Linked DNA regions of Zea mays: region 2 is linked to region 1. The links are chromatin contacts, called in public Hi-C maps. All regions are on one chromosome and are shown on one strand. The core of a region is the stretch at or near the end of the contact, and the rest is flanking DNA. Distances in the headings are between cores, read along the strand shown.

What was found. Hi-C and Micro-C count contacts between places; a contact is called where the count stands out from the background.
Region 2: a Hi-C map of tassel shows a contact between it and region 1, with 2.7 times the contacts expected there. The contact joins the promoter of LOC100383644 here to the promoter of LOC100279309 in region 1. A contact is called at or near these places in 3 of 25 Hi-C or Micro-C datasets (ear, leaf and tassel).

What each region holds. Positions count from the first base shown.
Region 1 is chr5:3,390,755-3,397,682 of Zm-B73-REFERENCE-NAM-5.0, reverse strand. It overlaps LOC100279309 (HIT zinc finger), which reads right to left and starts at 3,509. Exons shown (of 6, transcript NM_001152330.1): 1 at 2,029-3,509; 2 at 71-629. The coding sequence starts at 2,568.
Region 2 is chr5:3,627,143-3,634,070 of Zm-B73-REFERENCE-NAM-5.0, reverse strand. LOC100383644 reads right to left here and starts at 3,585. Exons shown (of 6, transcript NM_001366828.1): 1 at 3,210-3,585; 2 at 2,927-2,958; 3 at 2,734-2,848; 4 at 2,293-2,417; 5 at 1,064-1,204; 6 at 451-945. The coding sequence starts at 3,266. The coding sequence ends at 765. It overlaps LOC100284939, which reads right to left. Exons shown (of 6, transcript NM_001372152.1): 2 at 6,642-6,736; 3 at 5,977-6,056; 4 at 5,493-5,542; 5 at 5,276-5,388; 6 at 4,757-5,147. The coding sequence ends at 4,776. It overlaps LOC111589360 (U1 spliceosomal RNA), which reads right to left and starts at 4,284; the gene lies at 4,124-4,284.

The sequences.
Region 1 (6,928 bases), core at 2,260-4,759:
TACTGCATTTGTCAGAAGCAGAAATGTTAAATGCAACAAAAAACACTCAAAACATAAGCTAAGAATTTACTTCTTGACGAAGCTGCTGGTAATCCATCGGGAAATTCAATAAAGCTTTCACCATTCCCACCCCTGCTTTGAAGGGCTCGCTGTCTTGTTGTAAGACCAGGGGTTTCAATCTTCACATCTTGAGGTGAATCAGCTTTCTTTAGCCCACTCTTTTCCTCCATCTCAGATTCCTCATCTTCTATAAACTCATTGTCATCCCCTAACTTCTTCCTACCATTCCTGCCAGACCGAGACATTCTGAAGTCTTCGTCCACTTCATATGGGATGCTCTTATTTTTAGAAAGCTTGGTTAGCTCTTTTTTCTTGAGTGCGTCATCAACGAAATCATAAGCTTTATGACCAGTGTTCACAGGATCTGGTGCAACTTTTGCCCCTTTGAGTTTTTGTAGATAGCGTATTTCACCATCTCCATCATCAGAATCTTCGTCAAGTGTTCTTTTCTTAGGAATCCTTTTGCTCTTGCAAACAAGGTCAGGAGACAGAGAATTGCCATGCTTGTTACCATGTTTTCCTTCAGCACGATTACCATGGGTATCTTTGGTTGTGTGGCCACCAGAATCCTTCAAAAAAAGAGTGAGAAAGTAATAAACACTTACGTAATGACAAAAGGAAACATAAACAGAAAATTAATGTATATATATATATATATATATATATATATATATATATATATATATATATATATATATATATATATATATATATATATATATATATATTCGATGAATCCCCACTTACAATTACCATTGAAGTCAGCAAGATTGTAGTATCAACAGTAAGCCAACATTGAAAAGCAAGTTTTTTTTATCAAACGTGCAAGGGAGTTGTGTATCATTATATTAAGAAAAATATGGGGGGGGGGGGGGGGGGGTTGACCCCATACAAAACGGACTCACGAAGTCATGATGAGTATGGAACCAAAAATAAAATCACATGGACTCCTGCATACAATACATACTGAGGAGCAAAGATAACTAACAAAATCTGAAATAGAAGCTATGTTGGCCAAATCTGACTACCAAAGTTTCAGGTCCTCAATATGCCAACATTGCAAAGCAAGTTTTTTTATCAAACATGCAAGAGAGTTGTGTATCATTATATCAAGAAAAATATATGGGGGTTGACCCATACAAAACGGACTCACTTACGAAGTCATGATGAATATGGAACCAAAATTAAAATCACATGGACTTGAAATAGAAGCTATGTTGGCCAAATCTGACTACCAAAGTTTCAGGTCCTCAATATGTGAACCATTGATTGCGAGTGAAGATCAATCTTTCTACAAAGGGGGGAAAAGAGGCGGATCCAGAATACCAGATCTGACCAGACCAGGATTTCCCTGCGCACCTTTCCTCTAGCACCCCTTCCCTGATTCCTTCCGACGCCCCCTCTTGCGCCCCTGCTCGACGAGCCTCGTGGCATCTCTCCTGGTGGTGGTGGCAGCAGGGCGGAGGCCACACCAAACTTTCAAGCAAACCCTAGAAGGGGCGCAGCAAGGACCCTATGCAGAGCTAACCAGCACGGGGCCAGAGATGGAGCATGCCATAGGAAGGATATCGGCTTTACGGCACACGAGGGATGAGAAATTGCTGCACTTGTGGGGACGGTATCGATTAAACAAACAGGGGCCATATACTGTTTTTAACAGAAGGAAATGGGAGGAGGAAGTGTATCGAACAAGTTTGGGAAAGTTTAAGGCATTAAAACAAGCCAGCAAACTTTGGCCGTACATAGAGAAACCTGGAAAGTTTTGTTGGCATTCTGGTATGTATCCAATCTTCAACCAAAATAATATGCCAGTATTAACTGAGTGGTGACACATTCTCTAAAGTATCTAAGCATATATGTGAGATGTCTGTCCAGTCACAATCGATAACGTAAATGAAATGCTGGACAAAATTAGGTGAGAAGTAAAGATATGAAAGTACATTATGATCACAAGCACATAGAACAAACCTTTTGCTTGTACTGATTAATAAAGCAGGCCGACGTGGCAGGAATGCCACTGCCACCATCATCCTGGCCATTTTTGGTACGTTGGGTCCGATTAAATTTGAACTTTACTTTTCTCGGCCTATTTTCACCAGGCAAAGAGTCATCTCTGGGGACCAACTGTGGATTGTCAAGGGATTCAATGTTTCTTGCTGTGCACTCCAGGGCAAGAACACTTTCACTTCCATGCTTGGCGGCATCCTTCGTTTTTCTGCTCCGACCATGACCATCATAGTCACCTCCAGATTTATCATCCCTTCTTATCTTACTGGGCACGTCACTCCTATGAGTCATGGAGCCCTTCATTTCAGGGCTATTTAGGTGTAGCTCTTTCCTCCGCTGCCCACCAGCTTCGACGCCAGTGTCATCGTCATGACGAGCACTCCGAGATGGCAGGCAAATGCCATTGCACTCAACCGTGAGCTGCTTCATGGACCTTGGCTTCCTGAATGCAACACTCCTTGGCTTCTTGATCACAGCATCAGTGGCGTTGAGCCCCTCCATTACAACACGCGCTTAACTCGACCAAGTGACCTCCGCGCCAGCCAACTCCGCCGCCGCTGCCTGCACGTTTCCAATGCGGCATTACAGTTAGTATATATGACATTCTCTATGAAAAAAAAACTAATGTATGTCACTGAATCAAGTTGCAACCGCCAGAGAGAAGATAAGCCCAATAGACCCTCTAACAAAACAACTGTACGTAGATAATAAAAAATCCCTCACGAATGAACCGAGACAAATATACGCCTAACAAACCGCCGGCAATGAAAGCGAGAGCACCGACTGAGAAAACCCCCCCAAAATATCAAAATAAAGCACCTCGCTGCCGCCGAGTGCGAGAGCGCGGCACGGGAGCTGCAACGAACGCCGACGAACAGCTTCGATCCGCAGCGCGAAGAATAAAACCCTCAAATCCAAAACCCCTCGAGGTCCCCCACCAACCACCACCACACCACACCACACGCAACGAGAGAAATCAAGCAGCGCGAAAGCAAACGAATAGCTCGACCAGCAACCGCGGCGGCGAGAGGTTTATCTCAGACAGTGGGCCGACGACGAGGGACCAGAGGCGGCAGCGAGCTAGGGTTAGGGTTTGTGGAGTGCGAGAGGTGGGAGCGCGAGGGCGAGGGTATTTGGGCCGGGCCCGTGCGGCGTGACGAGGTGGAGGGGAAGACGAGAAGGGGGGGTGCCGGGTCGATGACGCGGGCGAGGACGGGGAGGGGGACGGGCGCGCGGGTAGGGTTGGGCGGGCTGCTGGTTGCGGCGGCTGCTGCTGGTCGACGCGTAATTTCTCCCATCTCTCTCTCCGATCGCCCCCGCTTGCTTTGCCGCCAATCCCACCACGCGCCACGGCACGGGCTATCGCTTCCCGTTGCCTTCTCCCTCCTTTCGCGGGCTAGATGGCGCCACCCCCTGAGTCCTCTCTCGTTCTGTTCTTTCCGGGGTGTCTTGCGCTGACGTCATTGGGGTGTCCACGAATCCTCAAATCAAGGAGGCTGTTAGTCAGGTATATTAGTCTATTAAAAATCTAACCGTCGTCTGCGCAACCCTCGTCCGTTTGGACACCACAATGTGGAGTAGGCAAACATTTGACGCTTGATCGAACCACGTGATAAGTTGCCTTGTCTCGTGTGTTTTATTCTTTGCGATTTATTCTTATTCTCTCTAAATTCTTAAGTTCACTAGCAGGGGCAGTTTGGATCTATACATTTTGGAGGAATTGGAATTTACTTGATGAAGTAGTTTATTTGGCTTGGCATTTGACATTCTAACACTTTCCAAAGCTTAGATATAAGTCTATCTCAAATTCATGAGGAGGAATATTGGAAATTATTTTATGTATCAACGAAATATGTTTATAATCTATACCTTATAAGACGCTATTCGTCTCGCTCCTCTATGGTAAAAAAAGTAGCACATAAATATCTCTAGCATATTGTTATTAATAGTATACAAATGTATTTCATATAAAATCATATTAGTTTAATTGATCTTTGACTAAATTACTATTAATAGAATGGAATTCAATTCCAAGGATTCAAATGGGGCGTAAGTTAATTCCATAATCTTGTGAGAACAATCAAATGAAATAACTTTCTCCTTCTCACTTTTTTGGGTCTAGTTTTGCACTAACCTTTAATTTGTGATCCAAGTTTATGTTTAAGTTATATTTTTTCAGACGTCACCTATTCACCCCTCTCCAGGTGACTATCACAATCTATATTTTCTATCATACCGTAATATCCTCTTTTCTCTTCCTTACCTAACAATCACACAAGGTTGTCAACAGTGGGACGGTGGCAGTACTCCTCACCAAAACATGAAATTACACATCTACAAAGTAGTTTGATGTTTCTCATTTTGATATACTCATAAACGGAATCAGCAATGCTACCGTACGCAAGCATGCGTAGGTAGCTTGCAATTCTAGTAGGGGAGAAACCATTGCTATTAAGTGCATCGATTTGAAGAGTGGAGTAGAGGGAGTGCTCACCCAACCACTCCAGTATTTGAAGGAAGAGGCTCCTTCACATGCGGTGTTTCCAACGAAAGTAGAGCAAGGGATAAACACACGGGTCATTGAAGTAGTCTCGCATCAATCACTTGTGGCCGAATACACGGTCACGGTTGATATATCTCCGACATTGCCTCAGTCTTATTCTCATCATGGAAGACTCAATCTTCAACACGTGCTGCATTACTGGTTGCGAACCAATATAGGAATGGAGATATGCTCCCTCTATTCCATTACACTAATCGTTTGGAAGTGTTTTAAGGTGTCTAGATTTATAACATGTTTTATGTATCTGGACCTAACTTATGTCTAGATTTAGAGATTTTTCTTGTAGCTGAACGACTAATATAATAGGACAATTGGAGTATTTTAAATCAACCTTCCATCTTTTTCGAATATTTTAAAAAAAGATCTTTTCACCATATTTTTATATTAGTTTGCACGATTTGCAGCGATGGGTAGATTTACACCTAATATGTTTCCAAACAAATGAAACAAAACAAATAGACGTCTACACCCTGACAAGAAAAATGCTAAGCTCCGTGCCACCACCAGCGCCCCCCACCGGGTTAATCATGTAGAACGACTCCGAGTCCTTGCTTCCGACTACCCTGTCGAACCCCGCGCGCATGTACGCCACCTCGCCGTCGGCCTCTGCGCCGGCTGGCGCGTCCACCACGTCCCCGGGCAGCACGCCGACGCCCACCGAGACCGTACTCAGGAGCTGCATCACGGCGAGGTCGCCCTCCGATGCCTCCCGCCTCACCGCGTAGCCGACGCGCCGACCGTTCACGTACGCCGTCCACATCGCCTCCTCCAGCAGACTCACGTTGCCGCCTTCCGGCGGCGTCGACTTCTTGGACTTCTTTTCGCACTCGAGGGCGATGCGGACGTGGCCGCCGGCGGAGAGCTCCTTCATTAGCTTCCCCGTGGGCACGCCGATCTCGAGCACGAGCGACGGGAGGCTGCCGGCTCGCTCCTGGACGGTGAGGGTGATGCGCGCGCGGCGGTGGCCGTAGAACGTGCCGGTGACGCGTGCGCCGCCGTGCCCGTCGTGCGGCTTGGTGTAGCGCCGCGGGAGCGCGGACGCCGGGCGGCACGCTGCGGGCGCGACGATGGGCAGCGACCGGATCAGCGCGCGGATCGCGCGGAGCGCCCGCGACGGCTTGCGGACGGCGGCGGGCGCGCGCTTCTGCGACGACGGCTGCCGGAGCGTGATCTCCGGGCGCGGCGTGCGCGGCGTGGCCGGCGGCGGGGTGGGCTCGCCCGCCCGCGCCCTGCCCGGCGTGTGGGGCGACGCCGGGATGGCGCACTGCGGGGTAGACGGGGAGGCCGGCGCGACGGCCAGGCGGCTCGGAGTGCCGCCGGCCGCCGGGGAGAGCGGGGACGTGGCGCGCTGCAACGGGCTCGACGGCGTCGTGCGTGACATTTTAGGCAAGCTACAGCGCGGGAAGGAATGGCGACGTGCTGGGATCAAGGGAGTCCCTTGGGGCCTTAAAAAGGGAGCTGCCCGCTGACATAATGGTTAATGGCACGCACGTACGAGTATGTCTGTGACATCGGTACAGCGCGTCAGGTGCAACCGTGCAAGATGACGGCAGAAAATGCTAAATCAAAGCCTAATCATATGGAAGATACGACACCCTCGACTAGTAAATGGTGTCCTACTGTCCTGTTTGTTCATGGCACCCACTTGCCTCCAATAAAACAACAAAATATTTTTTACCAAAAAAGTTAGGGTAGATTAGAGTTAGAATCTAACATAAACTGCAAGTAAACGTTTGTTTACGTGGATAACTATTATATATATTCATTCTTTCAACCTCTTTTAATTTTCTCTTTTTATGTCAACTTGGACATTTCTCTCTATTGCTATCACAACATATTGGGGCCTTTAGATGTCTGTATTGGACATGTCCAATACCATTTCAACAGAATACTCTAGTCTATGTAGATGATGGAGATCCATCTATTAGAGAAGGTTTTCTTGAACTGATGTTATAGCTAGCCTATCACGTATATCGTCGTCCCGAACTCGACCTTTTTATGGCCTCAAATCCAACACAATATATATACTTTCGTAGCACTTATCTCATCAACATGTCATGTTTTTGTAGGCTAATGTTCTACAATATACAATATAACAAATCTAATCCTCCTTCTATAAAACCTACCTTTTAGCTAGCTTCTCCGGTATCCTTTTTGTCACATAGAACGTTAGATACTTGAAACCACTTCATTCACCTCTACAATAATTTTATGTCTGACATCTTCGTTGATGTTTGTCACTCTTTGTAGCATTGATCCTAAATATAAACATATATCATTCTTGCTGGCCTTTCTCCT
Region 2 (6,928 bases), core at 2,336-4,835, 240 kb before region 1:
TTTCAGTTTCGCCCTATTCACCCCCCCTCCAGGCGACTATCAGAGCACACATAGAACAAGACTTGGAGTTCAAAATCTACAGCAGGGCCAGGCTTCAACATTCAGTTCAGGAACATCCACCGTTAGGGATGAAAGTGGTAATCCGAACTGTTAAAACAAACTTAATATTTTAAAATAAATATGTATAAAATTTGATGTTGATTTTTTCTTATGTTATCAAGTACATTAGTACAAATATGAATAAAATATTATATAAGTTGTTTTATGTATTATTTGCTCCCTACAACCCAAAAAGTTGAAAAAATTACCGAATTTGTTTCCGAATCCATACCGAAGTTTATATCTATTATTTGAAAAAATGTAGGATGAATTTGAGGTTTACCTTTTATGAATCTTAACAAGCTGGATGTTAAAAACAAGAATACAAATTTGTATTATATATTCTATATTCTATTTATTCATAATCAAAGAAAAAACTGATTACCGAATAAATACCGTTTCCGACCGTTTTCATCCCTATCCACCGTCCCCAGCCGTGAAGAAAAAAAAAAGCTCCAACAGCACACCCTCACGGCACTAACAGCACGAAGATGAATGGCAACCAGGAGCCATCCTCGCCTCTCCTTTTTCACGAGCCTCGCCTGAAGCCTTTTTCTAGACAGCTTTCGTCGTGAACTTCCAGGCCAGTGGTCAGAATTCAGAATCTCCAACCATACAGGCACCATCTGTGAGACTGTGATCTGTCTTGAACCTCCTGGGAGTTGTCAATTTTTCGAGCTCACCCTAGAAAACCTCTTTAATAATTTGAATGCCGAGAACCGATGCACCGCTGACTGTGCTACAGCTTTCCTGATTGCTCTGCTCTGATGTCCTGCGCAGGATGTCGAAGAGTGAAACGCCTGAACTGAACTTGGCCTTCGTGGGTTGGGAGGAGTTGGCTTGGTCCTGCAGGATGGAAATAAAAAAATAGCCAAGCACATTCTGGGAGACAAGAAATGAATGCCATGATAGAGCAGATTCAAACTCATGGATAAAGCAGAGTAGAGCTTCAAAACAAGCTTACCGTATCTGAATTACTCTCTGCAGTAGAGTTGCAGCTCCTACTGCTGCTGTTGCTGTCATCACTACCAAATACGTAGGATCTATAGACTTATCTGTGAGAAGATGCCAGTGAACCACTGGCAGTTTGTCCAAGAAACGATGACTGCAAGGAATACACATGATGCCATTGTGGATAGAACCATCCAAAATCTCTGATGACAATAGATGCAATGAATGAAGGTCATAAAATTATCAGGAGTGAATGGAATGGAAGCATTGTGGGCAGAAGTACAGTATATAGTCAATAGAGAACCAAAAGTTGCAGTCACAAAGAACCAAAAGGTGTGCTTATCATAAGGTGTTACAGCAGTCTCATCCGTTCTCCAGTTTGTGGTTGTAAGATTTCAAAGTCGCTATACGAATTAGCTCCGATTAACTGTAAATGTTTCACCATAGTGATCCAAACCCAACACCAGATGGTTGGTAGGTGGTTGTTTATAACCCATACAACAATGCAAAAGTGAACGCACAAGTATGAATGGTATGGTACAACCTGGAGAACATGAGGGCTTGTATTAATTCATGCTTCTGTAGGTTTGGTGTCCTCTGATCGTTTTAACGGTGAACAATAGATGCACGTCAGTAATGAATGAAGGTCAGAAAAATTCAACTACTAAACAATTCGTACTATTAAAGCCGGGAGCAAATCTGCCCTCCCATACGTCCATGTCAGTAAAAAAATACTCCCTCTGTTCCACAATACTGTTTATTTTACTTGTTTATTTTTGTGTCCATATTCAAATGGATGACAATGAATCTAGACACATATATAAAACACATACATCAAATATTGTATGAATCCATTAACAACCTAAAACGAATACTATTTTGGTACGGAGGGAGTAATACATAACTATCCTCTGGATAAGTGTGCAAGTTTGCCAAAAAATCAAAACAAAGTAAGAAGTCACTGCATGTTTTATGTACAGAGCTAACAGGGCTCTAGAACTGGTTTGTGTAGGCAAAGTTGATAATATTAACATAATGTTTTCATTTAGCCACTCAAATTCAATGCCCCTAACAGGGATACCGACCATGTTTCAGATCAATGAAGGGCAGGGCAGGGGACTTTTCATCCTAAAAAGGTCAAATGACTAGGGGGGAATTATGGTGCTGGAACCAAGGCATATAGGCAACAACTACAATGGTTGTTGTGGAAAATTGAGATGGGTGATAGAAGAGTATACACACCTCCGTTTCATCTGTACTCTCAGTAGGGCTTGAAGAAAGGGCAGTTGAGTTTGATCTACCGAATAGTTATGGTTATCACTTGGCTGGGTGTTGTCATGATTCTCTTGCAACCGATCAGAAATTTCCTGATAGAATCAAACAATAAATTGCTATTTGTTAAACAAGTTGTTGAATGTAGATAAGTAACAAGCTTGAAATTGTAGTTGAAGATGTTGTGTGTTTAAAAATTGTTATTCTATTTGATAAGACTTCTCAGTCACATAATTTATAACATCTCAAATCTCTGCTTAGAAAATACTAGATAGTGGTTTTTGGCCATGCATGGGATAGCTTGGAGTAGTGAAATAGTAGAAGACTAATGCTGTAGATAAATCATCCTCCTATTATGCTATGACAATTTTTTTCCTGCAGATGGCAGCATATTGGACAGGGGGACAATACCTCATCTGAAGCTTTGGTGCCGCAACTATGGAGATCCTTCTTGCAACTCAAACCATCCTGCAAGCCAGAGGACTCTAGAAATATGTGATCACTGTCTTCAACAGAGGTATGTGATCTGAAATCCAGAGTACACAAAAAGCAAATGTCGTTGGATCGAATCGTGGAAACCTCAACGAAACAACTCAGCACTTACTTCTTCAGAACCTCCATCTTACAAAGGCGGATCTACAATTAACAAAAATGAGAACAAAGATAAAAAATCTCAGCATCTAAATTCTACTCCCATGTGCAGTTGACGTGTGTATATGTACACCTCGCAGCAGCCTCTGTGACTCAGCATGGATCGAATGAAGCTGCGCCCTCCTCTCCTAACACACGAACCCAGACTCCCAGAGCACCAGACATCATCAAAAACCGGCTAGCAATTCAACTAACCAACGGCCAGACCCAGAACGCAAGAGACAGCGGCTGGTTACCTTCTCAGAGAGCTTCTTCTCCCGGACCAACTCCATGGGCGGCGCCTCCTCCTCCATCTTCGTGTTCCTCCTCTTCCCCCCTTGGCCTGCGCTCCCGCCCCCGCCCCCGAAGCCACCTCCACGTCAACTTCGTCCAGATCGAGCTGCTTCCTCACCGTCCCCTTCGGCCGGCGCGCCTAGCGGGTCCTGCCCCACAGCGGGTCGATCTTGTCCTCCACGTCGCTGCCGTCGCCCGTCGTCGGGGGTGTCGATCGGCGGCAACGGTGACGACGCATCTGGTGGCGTGATCGGGCGCGTGGAAGGGCCGCGGAGATGGAACGGACTCGGCGCTAGGCTTTCTCACCCGGCGTCGCCTAATACTAGCGGTGGCGGAGGCAAGGCGGGGAGCAAGAGGGCAAGTGGTAGCTGTGACTTAGGAAGAGGATCTCCTGAAAATGGAAGCGCTGAATCACACAGGAAGGAGATAATTGGATTTTTGCCACTCACAATGTTGTCTTCTTTTTATAATTACCACTGTGTCTATGAATTGTGGGTCCAGCTGGGTCTATGAAATGTGGGTCTGATGGCAATTTTACAAACATGTTTCATGCTGATAGCAAATATCAGAATCTCTCGGAAGGAAGAGGATCTCCTGAAAATGGAAGCGCTGAATCACACAGCCGAAATGAATATCGGTGTCAAAATAAATATTAATCACTAGTCAAGATTGTTAAGTTATTATGAGTAGATATTCTCTATTCAAACTCTTTAAACAGTACAGTGAACAATAATGCAAGTCGCGACCAAACTTTCAACTGACAAAGGACCTAATTTAAATTTAACAGATTTCAAACTCTTACAGTACAGTAAACAACAATTCGAGAAACAATCAACTTTTAACTGACAAAGGACCTAAATTAAATTTATCAGATTTGGCAGGGGCCGCGCGAACGCGTACCCCCTCTACCACAAATTATGACGTCCACTCTCCTACTTGGGGAGATGGTAAGCCAGCGCACCCGCCATGTGCAATGCGGGCCACTGACCTAGGCCACAGGGCTTCTTGATCCCCAGTCGACCCCGTCCAGGTAAGTATGGAGCAACGAAGCACGGAGCGCTCATCTTATAGCGCGAGCTCGTGGCGCGTCTGCCTTCGCCAGCCGAGGTGGTGCTAAATCCTGAGACGGAACGAACGCGTTCTGCACTTCTGCGCGCGCTGCTGCTTGAGTTCTCGTGGGCCACTCCTTGTAGTCCATGGGCCTTTAACCTCGAACCCAACATATTTTTCTTTTCCGTGTTTGGAAACAACCGGACTGCGGGCTGCAATGGACTGGACCCGGTTAGGCGTGAAATTAGAGCATTTTGAGAGTGCATTATCCGTGCACTGTAACAACGTTTTACTGTTCTTCAACAGCTTCAAATCCGAAGTTCATCCCTTAGTTTTTCTTTTCTATTTTATTAAAAAAATCAAACAAGTTCGCCACTGCTATGTATGTTCCATGTATCAGCATTAGGTTGTACCGTGAACTCTCTAGTAATCGGGGCCAGGCTAAAAAAAGGCATCATAGTACCAGGGATCACAGATCACTACATCTCATCACAGTCCGTGTCGTTACACAGGAAATACATGTAGTGCTCCTCAAGCGACCGATCACGAGGCAGTGCATCTTGCTCTCTCGTTAGATGAGAGCTGGACTCCCTAAACCTCTGGACGCGCAGTTTGTTGTAGGCTTCCATGTTGAGATCCGATGCCAGGAAGAGCTCCACCTCGGCGACGAATCGCTCCGTTCGGCCGAGGAGGAACGGCCTAGCAGCATCGGAAACCAATCTCCTGAACTCTTCCCTCCTTTTCTCCGGTGAAGTCGTCCACCTTGACGACGTGTGCTCCTTTTCGAGCCTCTTCATGAAGGATCCCATGACACCGTGAATGTGGTGGACTATGACCTCAACGTTCTCGTCCTGCAAAAAACTCAACGTTGCTATATATCCTTAACAAAAGCTAGGTCGCCTACCCCAGTAGCTAAAGGCACTCATGATTCTTGTAACCTATGGAATAGCTGTAGTGCTAATAGATAACAACGGCTTACCCGAGTAAGGGCCTGAATTTCCCGTCTTAGCCAGGTTTGAAGCCAAATTTTCTTACGGAGATATCTTTGTTGCTCCCAGTATTGCTGCACCCCAGAAATGTTGCTTGTGGTCTCTGCTTAATTCAGCAAGCATAAGTCCTACATAACAAGTGAGGCACATAGAATTCTGATGTAGCATACAGAAGGGTGAAAGGAAAAAAAAAGATTGACATAATACCTTTCATGTTATAGAATTGTGACACCAACTCGTGTGCATCTGAAAGACGCCTGCACCAGGAGGAAAGGGGGATTAGTATACTTCTTCACATATGCAATAATAAGTTATAAGTTTGTGCATGTAGATAGCCTCCATCCAGCAACCAAATAAATGGTTGCTTCATTGCTTGTGGATATGGGCTACATGGTGCACATGTAATCACTGAAAGCGGCCGTTTCTCTCTACTCTGCTTTTTGGCTGGTATATCAAAGTTACTTCTGCTATTGCCCAGTGAATATTTTCTATTTATTTAAAAAGCACAAGAGACATACAGAATATAACCTTTTTAGTTATAGTTCATGTAAATTCTTTCTTTTTCTAGAAGAATAGAGTCAGTCTCTTTGCAGGCTACTGGTTATGAAGGATAGCCTTTGCCTTGTTCATTTACTGAATACTCACAATCATGCATAACTAGAGGGAGAGAGAAACAAGAGAGGACAGGTACCTCTTCCTAGGTTCCTGATTTATGTACCACCGCTCAAATGATTCGCCATCAAAAGCATGTATGACGGATAGATTCTCAGTCTGCAAAACGCAAGAAGGTTACATCAGGTCAGGACTTCAGCCCTAAGTCTGAGGCGAAAACAGATGGTCAAATTTGTACATACTGGTTCACTTCACTCGACCAACTACTGGTAAAGAATTAAGGGTACCTAGACTTAAGCAACAAATGGCAAAGGTGTTCACTTCATTCGACCGACTACTGATAAAGAATTAAGGGTGCCTAGACTGAAGCAACAAATGGCAAAGGTGTTCACTTCACTCGACCAACTACTGATAAAAATTAAGGTTACCTAGACTTAAGCAACAAATGGCAAAGGTGAAACTAACACATCCCAAATTTGAAGTTATTGTTCACAACTCAAAATGTTAATTGGCAGTTTCTCCATTCTAATAAAACGACACCAGATTTTTCAGAGGGTACTGGAACAATTTGCATTTCCACATTCTCTTAATAATTGAACCATAGTTCATTCAAAAGAAATATCGATAATTGAACCACTTACATAGAGACCCACACTGTTTGACAAAGTATGCGTTTCAAGATGACAATAAAGCTGCTCAGAGTGAATATAAATGTATCGTTACAGCAGATGGTGTCGGGCTAACCTTACAAAGTGGACATCTAACTGAAGACAAAGGTTCTGCGTGCTTGCTCGCTACTATCCTTACCCACTGGCATATACACCTGTAGCAAAAGGAATCTGCAGAAGCAGCTAGGAGTTTCAGAAAGGAACCTAAACAGCGTAACGGCAAAGCATTATTGCGAATCTGAAACTACAGCAAATTATAGTTTCTACGCTTCACTTTGAGCAGGAGACCAATAATCACAGAATATTTGCATACCATAGCAAAATTCTAGAGTCCATGCCCAGTCCATAGGCGCGTATCAAGCA